2 separate regions of the Rattus norvegicus genome follow, and region 2 is linked to region 1. A link is a contact called in public Hi-C data. All regions are on one chromosome and are shown on one strand. The core of a region is the stretch at or near the end of the contact, and the rest is flanking DNA. Distances in the headings are between cores, read along the strand shown. Region 1 holds the start of LOC120096900 (a long non-coding RNA gene). Region 2 overlaps Camk2g (calcium/calmodulin-dependent protein kinase II gamma).

Region 1 (6,688 bases), core at 4,096-6,595:
ATAATGTTAACCCCGAATGATACAAGTTTGCCTTCTGTTGTCATTTCTCCAGGCAGATTGTTTTGTTTTGTTTTGAGACAGAGTTTCTCTTTGAGCCCTGGCTGTCCTGGAACTCTCTCTGTAGACTTGATTGGCCTTGAACTTAGAGATCCACCTGTCTCTGCCTCCTGGGTGCTAGGATTTAAGGTGTGCACCACCATCACCGTCTGGCTCACCAGCAGATTTTTTTTTTTTTTTTGGTTCTTTTTTTTCGGAGCTGGGGACCGAACCCAGGGCCTTGCGCTTCCTAGGTAAGCGCTCTACCACTGAGCTAAATCCCCAGCCCCTTCCAGCAGATTTTTTTAAATAGATTTTTAAAAGCAGGTTTATCTATACTTTCTTTTGCATTCCACCCCTTAAAAACTATTTACTGTGTATACTGCTGTTTCGTTTTAAAGGTAATTATTTAATTAATTGTGTATGTGTGTGTGAGAGAGACAGAGAATCTATGTATGTACACCATGTACATGCAAGTGTCCTCAGAGGTTAGAAGGAGGACATCGGATCCCATAGAAACAGTGTTATAGGCTGTTGTAAACTGTCCAATGTTATCCCTTTGCGAGTTCTTTTACTAGCTAAGCCATCTCTCTAATCCAACTATCTGCTTTTGTTTGTTTGTTTGTTTTTTGGTTTTTCAAGACAGGGTTTTTTTCTGGAACTCCATCTGCAGACCAGGGTGGCCTTGAACTTAGAGATTCCATCTACCTTCGCCTCCAGAGTGCTGGGATTAAAGGCATGTGCCACCACTGCCTGGCCACACTATTTGCTGTTTTAAAGGTATATGTTACATAAACACTCTACTCTTGATACCAACATCCACATTAACTTCACATTTTTGCTATGATAGGTTGAACGATCCTCTCTTAAAGAAATCTACACCCTAAGCTCACTGCTTAAAAAAAACCCCACAAATGTGTTACTTTATGTTTCTAAGGTCAAAATCCGAAATGTGTCAAAAAGGGTTAAAGAAAGATGTTTGAAGGATCAGCTTCCTTGCTTTTGCTAGCTGTATTCCCTGGCTCATATTACTCTAGTCTATGATTTTATTATGACACCCCTTTCATTCCAGTCCTCCATTTTCCTCTTAGAAGGTGACTGCACTGGGATCACTTAAATAATCTAGAAGAATGTACCCATCCCAGTACTCTCAATACTGCAAGATCACATCTGCTGTGCAAGGCAATGTGTTCATAGGTCTCAGGGCTTAGGACAAAGGCGTCTTTGAGGGGACATTATCCTGTCTACCACAGTGAGTACGGAACAACAGAAGTGAAAATAATTGCTGGAGGGACTGTGAAAAATCCAGCTGAAGGGGAATCCCCAGTTTAAAGGCCAGCTCATCCAGGGTTGGGCTGCTCTGGCCAGCTCCAGGAAGCCCCTGGCATAGCTAAAAGGTTTGGTCAACAGTTGAGACTCCCCTGAGATTCTGTTCTCTCATTGGTGCTTCTCAGGCCCTAGACTTTACTCTCAACTGAGAAGGAGAAGAGGAGAAAGGACACTTGTCATTTATATACCTAATAGTCCAGAACTATTAGAGAGTTTACTCAGGTCCTCTTAAGATAATTGAGTAATTTAGTCCACTTTGGTACTGGGAGACACAAACCGAGAGGCGTCTGATTCTTCGGGAAGGGAAGGAAGGGAGAAGGAAGGAAGAGAAAGAAGTCCTGGGGCTTGTTTCTCTATTCTGAGGCTTTATTGTCAGCCTGGGACTCCAAAACCTACCTGGGATCGGAGGTTCTTGGCAGGCCTTGGAATGGTCCTGGAACCCCCAGCATCTTACCCCTAGGGCGAAATCTCCTTCCTGGACAAGCAATGTGTCATTTTAGGCAGCACCTCTCCCTCCTAGGCACCTGCGAAATGACTAAGACTCCCAGGTAGAGCCCAACCCAGTGGGAAATGACTAAGCATTGAGGTTTCCTCTTAAACTTGGTCTGCCTTTCTCTTCTATTTCTCAAGGTAGTAAGGGATGGGGCGAGGTCTTGCAGGTCCCAGGGCATCGACTCTCGACCTGGGGGGTGGGAGGTCGAATGACCCTTTTGCAGGGGTCGCCCAAAGCCATCCGAGAACACAGATATTTACATTATGATGATTCATACCGGTAGCAAAGTCACAGTTATGAAGTGGCAACGAAAGTGATTTTTATGCTTGGGGGGTCGAGGAGCCGTATTAAAGGCCTGCAGCCTTAGGAAGGGTGAGAAGAACTGGGTTCGTCCCCACTTACTTTGTGCACATGTATACAGGCTAAGAGACTCGAGGGTAACCATGCTGGGATCTATCCAACTCTTCCTTTGCTGTCTGTCTCCCCTGGCTTCTGCCGCTTCCAACCTTTGAGGTATCTGGTAAGGAGGGTAAGAGTTTGCTTTCCGTTCCAGTGGTTCTGTGTTAATGACTAGGAAAGAGTTGACTTGAACAACAAGGAAGGCTCTTGCTGACTGTCTAAACAGGAATTCTGACAGTGGGGTGGCACTTATGAAAGTCCAGGAACCCAATTACAAAGGTTCCTTTAAAACGCATATCTCAGTTGGTAGCGTATTTACACAGTGCACAGGAAGGCCAGGTCCGATCCTTAGCACCTAGCACCCAGGTGTGCTGATGTACAGCCCACACTTGGGAAGGTGGAGGCAGGAGGATAAGTTCAAAGACATCATGGGCTACATCGTGGGCCAGCCTGGCATACGTGAGAACTTGTCCCCAAAATAACTCAATATTAATAAAAGGCACAGCTGGCCAAATAGGACAGTGCCAAGAAATAAAATTTTAAAAAAAGTTAAAATTGGGCAGTCAGACGGACCGGGTAGTTGGATGGACCACCTCCAGAAAGTGATGTATGACAATAACAGTTGCTTCAGAAGGGAAACTAGGTACCTGGAAGAGAAGGGAAATTTTTATTTTTCTCTACATACTGTCTCATAGCTTTGAAATGTCATTGAAATTGCAAGTGCTACCTATCTGTTCAGATGGAGAGGTTAATAATATATGGGTATTTGGGAGAGGAGAGGAAAAAGTCTCTCTTCGTATGAGTGCTAAAACAGTTTGGAAATTCCACCGTGGATCAGACAAATATTACGGAGTTTCTGTTGGACGGCCAACACTGGGTCTAGTGATGGAGACGCAATATTGTGCAAGCTTGCGTCCTTTGCCTCACAGATCAAAATTCGCAGAGTGAGTGATTCAGACATAGCCAGGCAATGACCACGCTGTGTCGGATGCGCAATGATGGGAAGTGTGGACACTGGGGAACTGCAAAAGGATTCCTTTGGTCCAGACCTGGGGAGGGAAAACCTTTCTGGACCCGATGATGTCCGATGAGAGTTTCAAAGGGTATGGAGGAGTCACTCAAGGTACAGGAGGGAGAGTTCCAGATGAAGTGAACTTCATAACGTATTCAGAGCTGTAAAAAACTTGGCTGCTCCCCTGGAACAGCAAGCGGTCAACAGTACTGGAGCGTCAAGTTTGGAATAGAGAAATAAAGCTGGGGTGGAAAGGTCAGATCACAGAGTATCTTATAAGCTGGTTTAAGTGCAGTTAGCAGTCACCCTCAAGGCAAGTACAGGGACCTAGGGGACAAGGTTAAGAATGATCCACTGGTATTGGAATGTTCAGGTGCCAAGCACCACCATCTTCCCCAGGACTTGTTTTCTTTTTCTCTGTGAACGGGAAAACTGGGCCTCAGGGAAGTCAATAACATTCAGCAGGAAATAGTCCAGGGTCACATTAAAAAACAGTACAAATGTCTGAACAGAGCCAGCCCACGGCAGAGCCAGAGTTCTCACATGTTCAGTTTACTGTGTGGCCTCCACTGGTGGTTTCCAATAAGGGTGGTGAACTGTGGTTGTCAGAGCTGTGAGTAAGCTACTGGCACCTCGTGGGTAACTAGCACCTATTATAACGCACCACATCACGGCATAGAGCAAAGGATGACTGGTCTCAGAGCGAGGGTGTCAAGAGTGAGAAAACATGAGACACAGTGAGTTACACAGGGCACACACGCAAGGCAGCCAAACGCAGCGAACTCTGGGGTGGACTGCACCCACCCATCCCTGCCAGTGTGCGTCCTTCTAAGCATCATCATGGGAGCTCAAAGAAAACAAGAGAAAAGCCCGGAATTACCCGGAACTAACTCTGAAGGATCCCTGGCTATCGAACAGGTCCATGGCTATGACGTCATGGCACCCATGCTTAATGGCTTCGATCAATGGATAATTCCGAAGAATTGTGACCTCCAGAGGCGTGGAGATCAGACACACGAGAGGCATGTTTGAAAGCTCGATGCCTCAACCTGCTGTCCTCATAAGTCTCTTCCTATTATCCTGTAACCTTTGCCTAGGTCAAACGAGAACATCAGGTCACCGCACACCTCATTGGTTTGGTGTGCCAGAAGCTCTGGAATGCCCCGGATGGCTGCAGGCCTTCATTGGAACCACAGGAGGGGGCAAAGGGTTGCCTTCCTCTCAGGGATTCTTAATTACTGAGCACCTGAATTCCTGAGAGATTCAAACCCCACAGACCTTTGGTTTCAGGTCTTGGGGTCACTTCTAACTGCTTCCTGTCTGGTTCTCTGAGTTAGCTCCCAGTTGCTACTTTATTCTAATTGGGTTTTTCAGCAAGCTGTGGTCCAAGTCCCAGACCACGAAGGCTATGAACATCTTGACTCAGTCATCCCCATTGGAGTTTCCCATCTCACCCACAGTCTTAACCCTGAGAACAGAGACAAACTGACCCTTGTACCCTTAGCACTCCTAGAAGGATCCAACTTTTTCCCTACGTCTGAAACACCGTTAGAGAGCTAAAGTCTCCTAAATACCCTGTTCCCTAAGCGCCCGCATGAGAATTGTGATGGCTAATTTTCATTGCCAACTTGACTGGAATGAGAGACGTGAACGAGTTGGTAAAGCCCTTTTCTGGGTTTCTCCAGGATGCGTTTTCTGAAAGAATTGTAATGGGAGGTGAGACTCACCCTGACACAAGGAGCACCATCCCATAGACTGAGAGCTCGAGTACAGGCACATGGAGAGAGAGAGAGAGAGAGAGAGAGAGAGAGAGAGAGAGAGAGAGAGAGAGAGAGGGAGACAGAGACAGAGACAGAGACAGACCCTGGAGCACGGGCTTTCTCGCTCTAATTCCTGGCTGTCTTGGGTGAGTGGCTCTGCTCTCCTCTGCATACCATGGCAGAATGAAGGTGCGAGCCAACAGAAATACAGCCCTCCGTTTAAATGACTTCTCCCAGGGGATTTGCCACTGTCATAAAAAGTCTAACTAATATAAACAATTGGTACCAGAGAAGCAGGGTCGTTGCTGTGACTACGTAACCACATGGCCTCGAAGCCTCTGTGACGGTCAGTGGGGAGGATTTAAAAGGGTTTTGAGATGCAGGCTAAAGAAATAGCATGCTGTAGCAGGGCTCAGTGGGCTACTCTGTGTTTGTACTGTCTTGTTTTGAGACTGTGTCTCATGCTGTAGCCCGGCTGGCCCAATCCACAGTGATGGCCTCTATCTCCTGAGTATTTGAATTATACGCAGAGGACACTGACCTGGCTTTAGTGAGTGATTCTGTACAGAAACTCAGAGGATCAGGTTTCTCAGACCGGATAGTAAAGACTCCTCAGGAAGTTTCAAATGGGATGAAGGACTTTATTGAAATTAGATTAGAGGCCATTTTTATTATATTGTGTATATATTGTATTATATATAATAAATTTATAATATAATAATATATGGTATATTATACTGTATAATATGATAATATATAATATAATATATTGTACTGTGTATAGATGTAATACAAATATATACAAATACATATTTTATACTTTATTTTCATTTTATCCATGACATAAGACTTTGAGTAAGACTGAACTAAGAAGCAATGAACTAATTCATATGAGGAAGTAAATTTCACGGCAGCATAGCATTCAGCCTGGACCATGGGCACTGCAGAGAGTGTCCAGTCAAGCTTACAGCAGTAATTGTGAGCAAGAAAAAGAGCAGGATTTTTTTTTCTCCATCTTTATTAACTTGGGTATTTCTTATTTATATTTCAATTGTTATTCCCTTTCCCGGTTTCCAGGCCAACATCCCCCTAACCCTCCCTCTCTCCTTCTATATGGGTGTTCCCCTCCCCATCCTCCTCCCATTACTGCCCTCCCCCCAACAATCACGTTCACTGGGGGTTCAGTCTTGGCAGGACCAAGGGCTTCCCCTTCCACTGGTGCTCTTACTAGGCTATTCATTGCTACCTATGCAGTTAGAGCCCAGGGTCAGTCCATATATATAGTCTTTGGGTAGTGGCTTAGTCCCTGGAAGCTCTGGTTGGTTGACATTGTTGTTCATATGGGGTCTCGAGCCCCTTCAAGCTCATCCAGTTCTTTCTCTGATTCCTTCAACGGGGGTCCCGATCTCACTTCAGTGGTTTGCTGCTGGCATTCGCCTCTGTATTTGCCATATTCTGGCTGTGTCTCTCAGGAGAAATCTACGTTCGGTTCCTGTCAGCAGCCTGCACTTCTTTGCTTCATCCATCTTATCTAGTTTGGTGGCTGTATATGTATGGGCCACATGTGGGGCAGGCACAGAGCAGGATTTTTAAACCATGTCATCTGACCAGCAAAGGAGCACTGAGAAAGCAGTGAACAAGGAGAGTGTGTTGCTGAAG
Region 2 (7,095 bases), core at 4,448-6,947, 99 kb before region 1:
TTTGGGGGAGTAAGGGGTTGGTTTTTCTAGACAGGGTTTCTCTGAGTAGCCCTGGCAGTCCTGGAACTTTCTCCATAGACCAGGCTGGCCTCAAACTCAGAGATCTGCCTTCCTCTGACTCTGAAGTGCTGGGATCAAAGGCATGTGCCACTGCCCAATGTCATGTGATTTTTTTTTTTTTTTGCCTTATTCTTTTGCAATTCTGGTCATGGTAAACCAAACTACTGAACATTCCTTGCGGGTGACCATCTCCAGTGGCCTCTCACTCTCCGTATTAACCTTTGTCTGCAGGGTAACACCTGGATAGATTGCCTTTTCCAAAGAACCTTCTGTGACCCTGACAGCTGTCAGGGCAGTGGACACTCCTGAATGTGCTTCTCTTTCTGTGGTTTGTCAGATTACAGGCATAGCTGCTTGTTTAAACGCCTGTTTCTCCAAATCTTTGGGGCAGAGACCATGGACCCATTCATCTCTAGGAGCTATCTGTGACCAGCACAAAAGGACATTCAATAAACATGGGAAAGACAAACGTACCACCGTTCAAGATGCCACGCTATCCCAGACCCTTTCCTTTGTCTGGAAATAGCTGTTTTGGCTTGATAGAACCATGAGAGAAAACACAGTGTATTGGCCTATACTGATAGCCTGGGAGGAGGTCCTCGGAACTCAGCTGAGAGCTTCACAAATGAGCTTCAGGAGAGTGTTTCATACTTCAGAAGCCTTTGTTGTCCATTACACTGGGTCCTTGTTAGGCTCACGTATATCCCAAGCATGGTACTTCACACTGAGACATCAGCTGTCTTCCACCATTTCCACCATTGACTACCTCTTCTAATCCAAGAACAGAACCAAATGACGGCCGCACAAGAGTGTGAGAGACAAAGACTCATGAACACGTCTTGACAACCAAGTCCCCTTGATGACATTTATTGACCTTGGACTCCACTGACACACACACACACCCCTTCCCCTGCCCTCCTCGCCTCAATCCTTGTTCAAGGAGTGCAAGGAGTACCCGAGGGCTGCCACCCCCAACGCCCAAGGCCAGGGGAAGACACTTACACAGACCCATGGGTGCTTGAGAGCCTGGTCAGCTGTGATACGCTTTGCAGGGTTTATGGTCAACATCTGGTTGATCAAGTTCTTAGCTTCAGGAGTGACTGTGTCCCATTCTGGTGATGGGAACTGAGGAGCAGGAACAGGGGAAAGGGAGACAGGAAATCTGTGAGCCTTCTACCCTGAAATGTGGTCTGACTTCATTCCAACTCTTATAACTGGGATACTTTGTGGTACCCAAGAGTTGGATAAGGTCCTAGGAATATCCCGGGACCTGTGACAACTTAAAGCCTTGGAGAGGAAGACAGAGTCGTAAGTGTTAGAGCACCAATGCTTCAGATCAGATCAGTGAGGGAAGGGAGCTCTGACATTTCCCGCTTCACCTTTCTCTCCCTACTAAGGAGAAAACAGGCTTTGCGATGTGCCCACGGTACCAAAGCAGTGGAGGAAGCCTCTAAAATTCTCCCTCTGGGATATAACGCACTGCAGCGTTTCTCTACTCTTTGTGGAAAGAGACCAAAGCCTTCACTGAGTTCCTTAATTTTATAGCTAATGGGAGCATTTTTTTTTTTAAATAAAAGTCTGTTCCCTGTATATAAGGTGGCAAGAATTGAGTCCTGTATGCCCATCCTTGGGTCCTCAAAGTCCCCTGACACCCTGTTATCAAATGACAACACTGCTCCCTTGGACAGACCCTTAGGGGCAGGGACTCTGTCCTTTGGGGAGTGACTGCTCAGCTCTCAGAAACCCATCCTTACATCGTAGGCTCCAGCTTTGATCTGCTGATAGAGCTTGTGCTGATCCTCATCCCAGAAGGGAGGGTAGCCCACCAGGAGGATATACAGGATGACCCCTGCGAGATAGAACACACAGGTCACTGGGGTCAGTCGCCTACCCCTGAGGAACCAAGAAAGGCCATGCAGGGCTCAGAACCACCCAGAAAGGCAAAGCCGGGCCAGAGTTAAAGGTGGATGCCAGCTGATAACGCTGTGGCCACTAGTCCCTCCTAATACGCCTCACTGCTTATGTCACCAAGCCACGTCAGAGACTTCTTTAGTCTAGCTCTAAGGTGTGGATGAGTCCTTCACAGTCCAGGAAGTTACTTAGGAAGGAGGGTGTGACAGCATTAGCTCTCCCGAGGGAAGGAGAGCAAGCACCATGATTTCACAGACAGCAGGCACTTGTGGAACCACAAGGAATGAATGGCAATGCCTCTTGCATCACCGGAAGCCGGGGCCCTTAACACCAAAGAGCTGAGGGTGTGGAATGGGCTTACCGCAGGCCCAGATATCCACAGGTTTTCCATAGGGATCTTTCCTCAAGACCTCAGGGGACAAGTAACCTGGGGTGCCAGCAAAACCTGTAGCAGAAGAGAGGGCAGAGCCAAACTGAACCCACTTTCTCTCCCAGTAAGTCCACATCTGTAATTTCCTCCAAAGTCCTTCTGATGCTGGCTGCTTTTACTATATAAGCTCTCAGCACCCAGGCTGCAAAAGATGACAGGCTGGGTTGCGTGCAGTGCCTGGAATCTAAATCAGAGGGCAAGTACTTGTGCCTACCAGGAACTCAAACACCTCCCCAGAGGAAACAAGAATGCAGTGCTGACAGCAGCCAGACCCACTGTACTGAGTCATGAGGGCCAGGAGGGGCCTCGGCGCCCCACCCCCACCCTCCTCCACTTTCTGTAAAGGCCAGGACCATTAAAGGCCTGACTTCTAGTTCTGAACGAGGAAGGCAGACCAGGAAAAGGAGGAAGGGCGGAGGCTGCATTCTCGGAAGACAGGGTCACCCTTACCAAACCAAGCCTGCTGCTCTCCCTGCACTTCGATGGCCAGGCCAAAATCAGCTAGCTTGACCGCAGCACCCTTGCATTTACTCGCCAGCAGCAAGTTCTCGGGCTGCAGAAGGAACAAGGAGAACCTTATGATGCATCCATCCTGGAACCCAAAGGGAGCCTACTCTGGGCTCACAGTGCCACTACCCAGCACCAGCACCAGGTGGCGCCAACGAGTCACAAGTAGGAGGCAAAGGCGGCCAGCCCTGGTGAGTGAGTACCTTCAGGTCCCGGTGGACGATGTCATGCTGGTGGATGTGGTTGACGCTCTCCAGGATCTGATGTATACAGTGGCTGAAAGAACGGCACAAGCAATATCAGTAAGGGCTAAACCGCCTCACCAAGACTGCCCGTGCAGACTACACTCGCCAAAAAGGCAGCCAGAGCCCTGGGCTTTGAATGCTATCTAGCTCAATCTGTTTTGTTTTTATTTTTTAATTGAAAAGCTACCATCGCCTTCTGATGGACAAGGATATTCTGCTACAAGCACAGCATCATATACATCACCCCAAATGCTTATTCTTTTTAGCGAGAACATTTAAAATCGTGTTTTCTAAGTTTTAAAACACTGTCAGGTATAGTTGGCACACGCCTTTAGTCCCAGCACTCAGGAGACAAAGGCATGTGGACCTGAGTGTGAGGCCAGTCTAATCTACAGAGTGAATTCCAGAACAGCCAGGGCTACATAAAGAAACCCCAGTCTTGAAAAAGCCAAACCAAACCAAACCAACCAAACAAACAAAACCTTACTAATCATAATCACCTGCTGTGCTTAAATAAAATGTGGGAATCATTCCTCCTATCTGAGCACCAACTCTCCTTTCTTCACCCGCACCCACCCATCCTGGCTTCTGCTAACCACCATTCCTCTTCACCCCTATGAGATCATCCTTTTCAGATCCTGTATAAGTAAGATCACGTGGTGTTTGTCTTCCTTTGCCTGGCTTGTCTCACTGAACACGACGGCATCCAGACTCACCTATCCTGTCATAAATGACAGAATTTCCCGGCCTTTTTGAGGCTCAGTAGTATACACCAGTCCTTTTTTAATCCATTCATCTGCTAATGGACACTCAGGTTGTCCCATATCCTGGTTATTGTGACTAATGCTGCGATGGACGTGGGTGTACAGACATCGCTTTAACATCCTGATTTTAATTCCACTGGGTATTTACCCAGCAGTGGGATTGCTGGATCATATGGTACTTCTATTTTTAGGTTTTCTGAGAAACATCCATACTGTTTTCCAAAAATGGCTACACTAATTTACAATACCAACAGCGTATAAAGGCCCCTTCTCTTCCTTCCTTCCTTCCCCTTTCCTGTTCTGAAGGACAGTCTTCCTGCTATGTAGCATAAGCTGACCTGCAACCTGCCATGTGACCCAGGCTGGCCTTGAACTCATGATCCTTCAACCTCAGCCTCAGGACTGCTAGGATCATGGATGTGTGCCACGGCACTGAGCTAAGAGCTCTCCTCCCTCCTCACCAACTCTCTCCACAGGGAGGGAAAGTGAAGCCCAGGTAAAGTTATGTGGGTTTTCCAAAGTAAGCCTTGAGGCAAAGCCTAGAATTTGTTTTCTAGGGATTAAAAGAAGATACTATTTCTAAGGAAGGTGAGAACCTCTAACCCCTTCCTTCTTTCTTCATACGCAAACTGTTTCTTAGAGGAGGAGCTTATGCTAACTTGGCAAGACAGCACCGGTGAGCACAAGCCTTCACCTGTTCAAACATTTACTGAGTGATTCTGAGGGCGCTTTCTTGTCCTAAGATATTAACTGCTTTAAAGTTTTGCATCTAGTAGGGATACAAGACAAGCACATAGATTCCTTCCAGAAGTAATATATTTAAGAGGGCTCTAAACAGGATGTCTACATAGCATCTCTGATGATCTTGCTCCAAACTACATTCCTGTTTATTAAAGCAGACTGTCCACCTCGCATACTCCCTTGCTAGTCCCACAGTCAAATTCCTGGCAGCAGGTGTGAGCACTCCAGAGCAATGGTTTCCACTCACTTGGAGGGTGGGTGTGCCCTCTAGGAGACATCTGACAATAAATTCTGGTCGGCACAGCTTGGAAAGGGGGCTCTGCCAGAGCTCTGCCAAGTGGCATGCTTCTTAGTTCTCTGTGTGCATAGGAGAGACCTTCATAACAAAACAACTATCTGTGCTCAAGGTCGGTACCGTTGAGGCAGAAGAACGCTGGTTCATGCCCAGTCAGCAGCCTCCACAAGGTGTACGGTGCAGACCTGCAGAAGATCCAGGTGTGCCAGCCTACACAGCCTGCACCACTTACAGCTTGTTTCTATGAAATCTGGTACTGAGGCCCCTACGAGAGTTAAAGGGTCAATGGATGTGCGTCAGTCATCAGACCTGAAGACTGAGGTTCAGGGTCTCCTACACCACAGAGCCCAGCAGTTTGCCAGAGGAACTTTTAAGACTGAGCTTTGGGGGCTGGAGAGATGGCTCAGTGGTTAAGAGCACTGGCTGCTCTTCCAGAGGTCTTGAGTTCAATTCCCAGCAACCACATGGTGGCTCACAACCATCTGTAATGGGATCCGATGCCCTCTTCTGGTGTGTCTGAAGACAGCTATAGTACACTCATATAAATAAAATAAATTTAAAAACAACAAAAAAAAAAAAACAAAAAAAAAAAAAAACAAAAAGAAAAAAAAAAACAAAAAAACGATGGAGCTTGGGAGGCGAGTCTCCACAGAAATGTATAATTAGAACAGAGCCCAGCTAGCAGGGAGAGCCTTCTGGCCAAAAATGGCAAAAGTGCGAAGTGTCCCAGCAGAGCCAGGCCAAGCCCACTGGTACAGTCCTCCCCCCACCAAGCTCCGGGAGCTATCGCTACCTCCTCCCACCCACAGCCTGGTCCTCCCCTGCTGGCACTGGAAGGCATCTCTGCACTTGAGAAGTTTTCCCCAGGCTGAGGCATCTGAAGTTGATCAGCAAACAGAGGTTGTTCAGGGCTGAGAAGTTTGTGAGGAAGCCGCACTCCCCTCCCTCTAGAGGCAGCCTGAGCCAGAGAAGCCTTAGGCAGGACGGCAACAACCAGGCTGAGAAGGGGAAGGGAGAAGGTGGGCAAAGCAGGCCATGCTGGCATCTGAGGACCCCAGCGATGCAGGTGGACTGTGCTGTCCCACGGAAGCCACGTCCTCATGCTGAGCTGGTCATGGTGGTGAGGTGACAAAGGGACAAAGTGACAAAGGTGGACAAAAACGACGCCGCTCTGTCTCTGATCTCTAGGCCCTAAGTGAAGACCTTGTACACACTAGAATGTGTCAAGAGAAGGGAGAGGCACAGAGAGGGCCACTGGGCATGCTTGTGAGTACATAACAGGGGGGTGTTGGGGTAACAGGATAAAGTCGACCTAAAAGAGGCTTTGAAAGAAATAAATCTAGGCGTGTTGAATATTTAACCTTTGATACTATGAACAGAATGCAGCCCTACCACATCTTTACAGGCTCTTGTTCAGACAAGAGTCCAAAGACTATCCAAATCTCACTCACACACACACACACACACACACACACACACACACACACACACAAAAATTGATTGCCAGGACTTATTTCAATCCTAACTCAAAGGGCTTCATTCAAACAACCAAGATTCCTCTCACCTGGCATCAGCTTCGCTGTAGTATTCTCTGGCCACGATGTCTTCAAACAACTCCCCTCCCGTAACACTGTAACCAACAGAAGACACGGTCAGAGGAGGCAGGGCTTATTGGCCAACCGCAGCATCTAGCAGGTAGCAGTCATCCCAACTCCCCACGTACATGTTCACCCTTCAATGGCACAGGGTTTCTCCATGGGCTAACATGGGCTTTCCCCTCCTTCCTGACAGTTCTGGTTCCATAACCTAATAGAATCACTAGCACTCAGAGAATGAGGAAGATGTGGGGATCCAAGAAAAATATTCTAACTACCAAGGTCAGAGCTTTCCTTCCGTAAGACCACTGTGGACACTGTCTATGGCAGTGCAAAGGCAGACCCTACTGCAAGAGCTGAAGGATACGAGACCACAGATATAGAAGTTCAACTGTGACGATACTGAACGGGGCTTTCTAGGAGGTAAAGAGCCACTCTTAAGACATTACAGAACAGCCAAAGTGGAAGAGACAAACAGAACACGGTTCGTGACTCCTAAAAGCTATTTCCAACTTCCCAGAATTTTTAAGGACACACAGAGAGTCAT

The links. A called contact is a pair of places that touch in the nucleus more often than the background predicts.
Region 2: a Hi-C map of the A7r5 cell line shows a contact between it and region 1, with 2.5 times the contacts expected there. The contact joins two enhancer-like sites. A contact is called at or near these places in 8 of 12 Hi-C or Micro-C datasets (the A7r5 cell line, frontal cortex, hepatocytes and 5 more).

The regions. Positions count from the first base shown.
Region 1 is chr15:3,477,303-3,483,990 of GRCr8, reverse strand. It overlaps LOC120096900 (a long non-coding RNA gene), which reads right to left and starts at 1,884. Exons shown (of 3, transcript XR_005493817.2): 1 at 1,762-1,884. Within about 2 kb of position 5,345, at least 1 of the 93 cell types and tissues checked has an H3K27ac peak or open chromatin away from gene starts, as enhancers often do. A contact at or near this core is called in the A7r5 cell line, where this site is marked.
Region 2 is chr15:3,576,418-3,583,512 of GRCr8, reverse strand. It overlaps Camk2g (calcium/calmodulin-dependent protein kinase II gamma), which reads right to left. Exons shown (of 21, transcript NM_133605.1): 5 at 6,518-6,583; 6 at 3,112-3,184; 7 at 2,852-2,954; 8 at 2,333-2,416; 9 at 1,815-1,909; 10 at 1,063-1,185. Among named protein-coding and RNA genes, the nearest start is that of Camk2g, 27 kb to the right of the region's middle. Within about 2 kb of position 5,697, at least 21 of the 93 cell types and tissues checked have an H3K27ac peak or open chromatin away from gene starts, as enhancers often do. A contact at or near this core is called in the A7r5 cell line, where this site is marked.